Regions from separate parts of the Sus scrofa genome. Here region 2 is linked to region 1. The links are chromatin contacts, called in public HiChIP or PLAC-seq maps. All regions are on one chromosome and are shown on one strand. Each heading gives the region's core, a stretch centred on a gene start, on an enhancer-like site or on the middle of the called end of the contact. The rest is flanking DNA. Distances are from core to core; before and after follow the strand shown. Region 1 overlaps ARID5B (AT-rich interactive domain-containing protein 5B). Region 2 has its middle 66 kb from the start of MIR9836.

Region 1 (2,967 bases), core at 154-2,653:
ATGGAAGTTAATCATTTTGCTATTGATTTGTCCAGTATCATACCTTAATTTGGTTTATTTATGAGTTTAGGGGTTCAGGAGGGCCTCTCAAATGTTACATGGCTGCTGCAGTAATGGAATTGTGATTCTTGCTGTGATGGAAGGTGTTAAGTTACAACATGAAAAATGAAAGACTGAGTAGATATTTTAAGGGGAAAGATGGCAGAAGTTAAGATGATTTTTAAGACCAGTTGTGCTAATGATGGTCAAGTTTCCTTCTCTTATAGCAATTTTGTCATGGTAACCATAGGGGGTTAACTGGATCTTGGAGGTGGCTTCCCACAAGGTGGCTTCTTAGAGAGGGTTGAGTTGAGCTAAGTTCAAATCTAATAGCCTTTTCTGGGCCATCGGTAAATAAATAAATGCATAAATTAATCTGTGAGAAAACCTTGGACCCAGCTATAGAGGAGAAGAAATTTTGTTTAAGCAATGGCTGCTATGTGTTCTTGTGGGCTCTTTATATTTTCTTATTAAGACTCTGAAACTCATTTATACTAAAAGTGAATGGTTGTCTGTAGCCTAACAGTTAACCCTGTGAAAGGAAGGCATGTTAAGGTAGATCAGGCCCCTTAGAATCACACCCCACTTGTGGGCACCACTTTTACCTACATGTCAGCCTAGCCACGTGGTCTCACCAGTAGATATAGCTATTGCACAATATCTGACTTGGGTGACATTTAAATATGGCTGAGAAGAGCATGCAAAATTCTCAGGAAGAAGTGTAGTGCGGCTCTTGAACGTGGCTTCAGTGGTCACTTCTTCAGTTTGCGGGTGGGGCTGGCTTTACCTCCCAGCAGGTTCATTTATTCCTTGGAGTGAGGGCAGCATTCAGTTTTAGTTTAGCTTTCTGTTTTTGTTTTTTTGTTGTTGTTTTTTTGTTTGTTTTTGTTTTTTTTTAGATTGATGAAGCAATAATATAGGGCAAAAGCTGAGATTAGCATATTAGTACATATTTTTATATTTGTCCATCCGTTTGAAGCAGCTTGCATTTGGAGACAGCCGGTTGAAACCCTGGGTTTTACATTTGAAATATTCTTTGTTCTGTTTGCAACCATGCCCTGATATATTTTCCCACATTTTCTTTTTATAAGTTCTCCAGTGGTGTTTTTGTTGCCTATCCTGGGAAGATCTGTCTTTTCATTTATCAAAACAAATGGCAAGCTGGGGACCATTTAAAGGAGGGGCTTTTTTTCAGCTAATAAAGCCAATCTTTTTGTTCTGTTATGTTAAAAGTACATTATCTTTTTATTGTCAGTTCTGTTTGGCTAGGTCTGTTTTCTGTCTTAGCAATCTCAGAGCTGCCCCACTTGCTTACTGTGTAGAGAATTACAAAATCATTAAGGGTGGGGCAGCACCAGCTGACTTACAGTACAAACCATTTCTCAAAATAACCACAACAGTGCAATACTGATGTGCAATTGACGTCACAGTATGTTTTTATGAAATAGTTTGTGGCATTTTCATTTCTATTCCGGATGGAATCTTGTTCGTTCTCCCTTTTAATCAGGCATTTAATTTATTTTTATTATTAACATTTTCCACTCCTTGTCTTGGCATGCCTCCAATTCAACAGCTTTGATGAGAAAACACACACATACAACTAACTGATCTTCCTCCACCTCAGCTCTTCAACATCAGTTTAACTGCAACTGTATTTTCCCCTTTGATGTGCACTAACTTCGTGTACTAATTTGACTGCCTTATGAGAGATTCAGAAATATAGTGGGGGCATAGTGCACGTCTACACAGAGTTGTAACCAGGAATTGATAAAGTTGAGGTACAACTTTGAATTTTAAACACTTTCAACCAATTCAGGCTATTTAGTCATAGGCACTGCTGCATTTTCCTTTTACAAATGTCTTTCTGTATAATGTCCTGTAATTAGAACAGGAAATCATTGAGTAACTGTAAGATGAATAAGAGCACTTAGACTGAAAGGAAAATTACCTTCCGAGAAATTATATTCTCTCTCTTTCTTTTTTTTTTTTTTTTTGCTGCATGTTACAATGTTGGTAATGATAGTAACAGCTGTAGCTACTCTTATCTGGAGAATTTTCATGCTTAGGTTTTCTGGAATAAAATTTTTTTTTCATTTTCAGTAATAATCAAAAATGAATGGATGGAAAATAGGAAATGCCTAATTATGACAAATATTCAGTGTCACAACAGAGCAGCAATTAAATGGAAACTTCAATATAATTGTCAATAGCAGTAAGAATTGGAATGGTGCCAGGTGTATAAAGTTGATGCTTTGCCTTTGGTTCGTTGCTAGGAGCACAGTAAAAAGTATAAAGCTTTGAGACAGGAATGTCTAATGTAATAAAGTAACAGAAAGAAGCATAAATCATTGTAAGAGCCTCTCATATTGACATTATTTTACTTAAATTGTCTCAAAACTAGACATCAGTTTTTATAACATGAGCAAACTCATATCTGCTTGGGAAAAAAAAAAAAAAAAAGAACACTATATATTGTCTTTGAAGGATGAGGGACATTGTGTCTCCAACCTAGCCTTCATACATATTTGGAATCTTTTAAGTGAAAATCTTTAAATGTTTGTTTCTATTGGCATCCAAATGCATTTGCCCTAATACGATTAAGAGAACCAAAGGGCAAAATACTTGGCAGATTTTTCAGTTGAGGTAATTAGGTGCAGGAAGGAACATGCATACTTTTTCCACCAGGCTCTATAAAATCCTGGTGAGAGGGTTGTTTTCTTTTTTTAAGATTTTTTTTTAAGCTTACTGTGATGTTAGGAGTAGATTATTAGTGGTTTTTAGTAAGCATAATAGTGTGATGTTTCCGAAACAAGCTTTCCCTCCCCCCTTCCCCCACCACAGAATGAAAAAGAAAGTTACATTTCTAAATTGTTGTCTAAGAGATAAAAGGAAATTTTTCCTCCAGAATTTATGTTTTCAGCCTTCTGT
Region 2 (2,967 bases), core at 308-2,807, 190 kb after region 1:
TGGATGTACTAATCCCATATGGCATATTTCTTCAACCACCAAATGAAAGCAAATGCTTTAGCTTGACATTCAAGGCCTCCCATAATCTGACTCCTCCTGCCTGGTCAACCCTATTTCTAATTCCCAATATACACAATTAAACCATTTCAAGCCCTCAGCATTCTCTGTTCTTTTATGTTTTTTAAAAAAATATCTACTTCCATGGAAACAAATACCCCAAAGCCTACTGGTTAAAATAATAAACATTTATTATCTTATAAATTTAGGAAATGCTTAGCTGGGTGGTTTCTGGCTTGGAATTTCTCAGGAGGCTGACATCACCCTTGGTGGATCTGCTTCTGAGGGCTCATTTAAAAGCTGGTGGTGGTTGTTGAGGGGGGTCTCAGTTTCTCTCCACATGGCTCTCTTCTACTACTGTTGGAGTGTAGTTGTTGGCCTCTCACTCACTTCGGTAAGTGACCCACGAAAGTGCTTAGGTGCAACCTCTCCTTTATATCATATCCTCACAAGCCACACTGCATCACTTCCTCCAAAACTCTACGTTAGAAGTGAATCCCTAGGCCCATATTCAAAGGGAGAATTACGTTCTACCTTTGAAGACAGGGTCAATGAATTTGTGGACATATTTTGAACCACAATAATGTTTCCACCCCATTGCTCATTCTGTTCCACTGCTCAGAATGCCCTTTTCCATATCTACAGAGTGCAATCCTACAAGACTTTATATATGCATTTGGCAGCATCCCTGGTCTCTTACCACTAGATTTAAGCAGCACCCTGAACCCTCATCACGGGAACCAAAGAAATGTCTCCGGACATTACCAAATATTCCATGGTGAACACAAATCACTCCTGTTTTAGACCACAGTTCTAGATGGTAAGTTCTGTGATTCTATTCTTCCACTTCAATATTAAAACGGTTTACTATGTTGATATAGTCTCTAGCCCCAAAGACTATATTCTAACAAGCTAAGAGAAGAACAAAACTATTCCTTTTTTATTTTATGTTGCTGTCCAACCCTCCTTAGGCTTCCTTCATTCCTCTGGGTGATTCTAATAACTTTTCAATAACACCCCCACCATTCTTTTTTTTTTTTTTTTTTTGCTTCATTTATCATCTGTTGCTTTTTGCCAAAAAGAAATGCTATTAACAAAAATCAACTCATTCTTCCAGCCTGGCTCAAATACCACCTCTTCACATTCTCCCAGATGTTCTTGGATGGAATTTGTATTTTCCTCCCTTTCATATTTATAAACAGCCTGGTAGTAGAGTCAGGTTTCCATATACCCAAATCTTTCTTCCCAAATGCCTCCCAGGGTCAGACATGATGCCCAAGATAGTATACAAGTAGGATCCAACTGTGAATGAAATCAATTGCATTGAGGGCTTTAATACAAAAAGATATTCCAAGTGATCACATCACTAGAGAAAAAGAGTTTGGAGGCAAGTCTGGCAAAACTTGCTCTTAATGCCTTTCGCAGTCTCACATTCATTACTGGTTATGAGTACAATGAGGAAGTTGACCACTCCCTTAAGGTCATGACTGGTTACGTTCAAATCCTGTCTCATTCACCATGAGACCTTGGGCAAGTTAATTAATTGTCCTGTGCCTCAAATTGCTCATCTGTAAAATGGTGATTGTTGTAATACTACCTGGGGTGGGGCTGAAATATAAAACAGATCAACTTGGAGTTGCTCTGGCTGAATGAGAAGAGAGAGAACCAGAGGCTCACTCATTTAGTGTCATCCCCACTGGCTGCAGTCTCTAAGGGCATCATCTCAGGAACCTAGAGCCCTCTGGGTTAACCTGAGACAAACACCAACAGCATTTCAGTGGTTCTACTGATAATGAAATGGAAAAGATGAATAACAGCTTGCCCAAGGCAACATGGCTAATTAACTATAAACCATAGACTAGAATTCCACTCCCTCAATTCATAAGCTGAGTGCTCCTTCCACAAACTCAGCTGATTTAGTCCTGATATCAAATATTCCTACTTAGTTTAACTTGTCTTATTTTCTTGAACTGGCATTAAAGTCCTGCATGTGACCCAGCTTATCCTACCTTGCCCCTTCAGCCATGCCAATCTGCTTGCTGATTCCTACCTTAACAATAGGCTAACTGCCTTGTTCAATCCATTCCTTTCCACAAATTCCATGACAACTAATCTCCCTTAAATTTGAATGGTGTAAAATTAAACTCCTCCAGAAGCCCAGTGGATAAATTGACTTCTATTCTTATTTCTCCTAGATTTGAAAAATCTTCCTATTATGACCTGTTCTTACATCATTCTAAGATATTCATAGTATATAATTTTATACTGCTTAACTCATCATTTTCACAGATACAAGGTCTTTTGCACTTGTTGAAAAATCACAATGTAAAAGTTCTCATACCCCCTCATGGATCTCTCATATCTCTTAAAATCAGAGGCTTAACTGTGTTATACTGACTGTTCTTTCATATTGCCCACTGTTGTGTTATGTATTATTTAATCTTTTCAGTCAATTTCTTAAGTTCACTGGTGGTAGGCAGGGATTGTTTTAAATGTCTGTATACAGATATATGTTATATATATGAGGTAAGCTTAAACAGTAACATATCAATATACTCTAAATGGTCAATCCCATCAACAAAAATGTGAACTTCTCAAGAATAAATATTCTTTTTAATCTTATAAACCCCAATAATGTCTAACGTAGGGTTCTAATATAGTGACAATAAATATATGGACATATTTTAGATATCTCTTAAATTCTTATGCACTGTAAGTCCAAGTACAAAAGGAAAAAAGCAAAAAAGGAAAATGGGGCAGGGGTTACAATTTCTTTTAAGAATATATAGATGTATATATGTATGTACGCATACCATATATGTGTGTATTAGATATACCTTATTCTTCTCTTTCTACATTTGTTACATGCTACATGTCAGGCTGCAAAAACAATAGAAGAACTTATGTCAG

Evidence for each region. HiChIP or PLAC-seq counts read pairs in DNA pulled down with a chosen protein or histone mark.
Region 2: an H3K27ac HiChIP or PLAC-seq map of alveolar macrophages shows a contact between it and region 1. The contact joins two enhancer-like sites. A contact is called at or near these places in 1 of 47 Hi-C or Micro-C datasets (blood) and 1 of 2 datasets of contacts at active chromatin or transcription factors (alveolar macrophages).

The regions. Positions count from the first base shown.
Region 1 is chr14:65,491,953-65,494,919 of Sscrofa11.1, forward strand. All of the region lies in intron 3 of ARID5B (AT-rich interactive domain-containing protein 5B), which reads left to right. Among named protein-coding and RNA genes, the nearest start is that of ARID5B, 85 kb to the left of the region's middle. Within about 2 kb of position 1,404, at least 34 of the 83 cell types and tissues checked have an H3K27ac peak or open chromatin away from gene starts, as enhancers often do. A contact at or near this core is called in alveolar macrophages, where this site is marked.
Region 2 is chr14:65,683,679-65,686,645 of Sscrofa11.1, forward strand. No RefSeq gene overlaps it. Among named protein-coding and RNA genes, the nearest start is that of MIR9836, 66 kb to the right of the region's middle. Within about 2 kb of position 1,558, at least 2 of the 83 cell types and tissues checked have an H3K27ac peak or open chromatin away from gene starts, as enhancers often do. A contact at or near this core is called in alveolar macrophages, where this site is marked.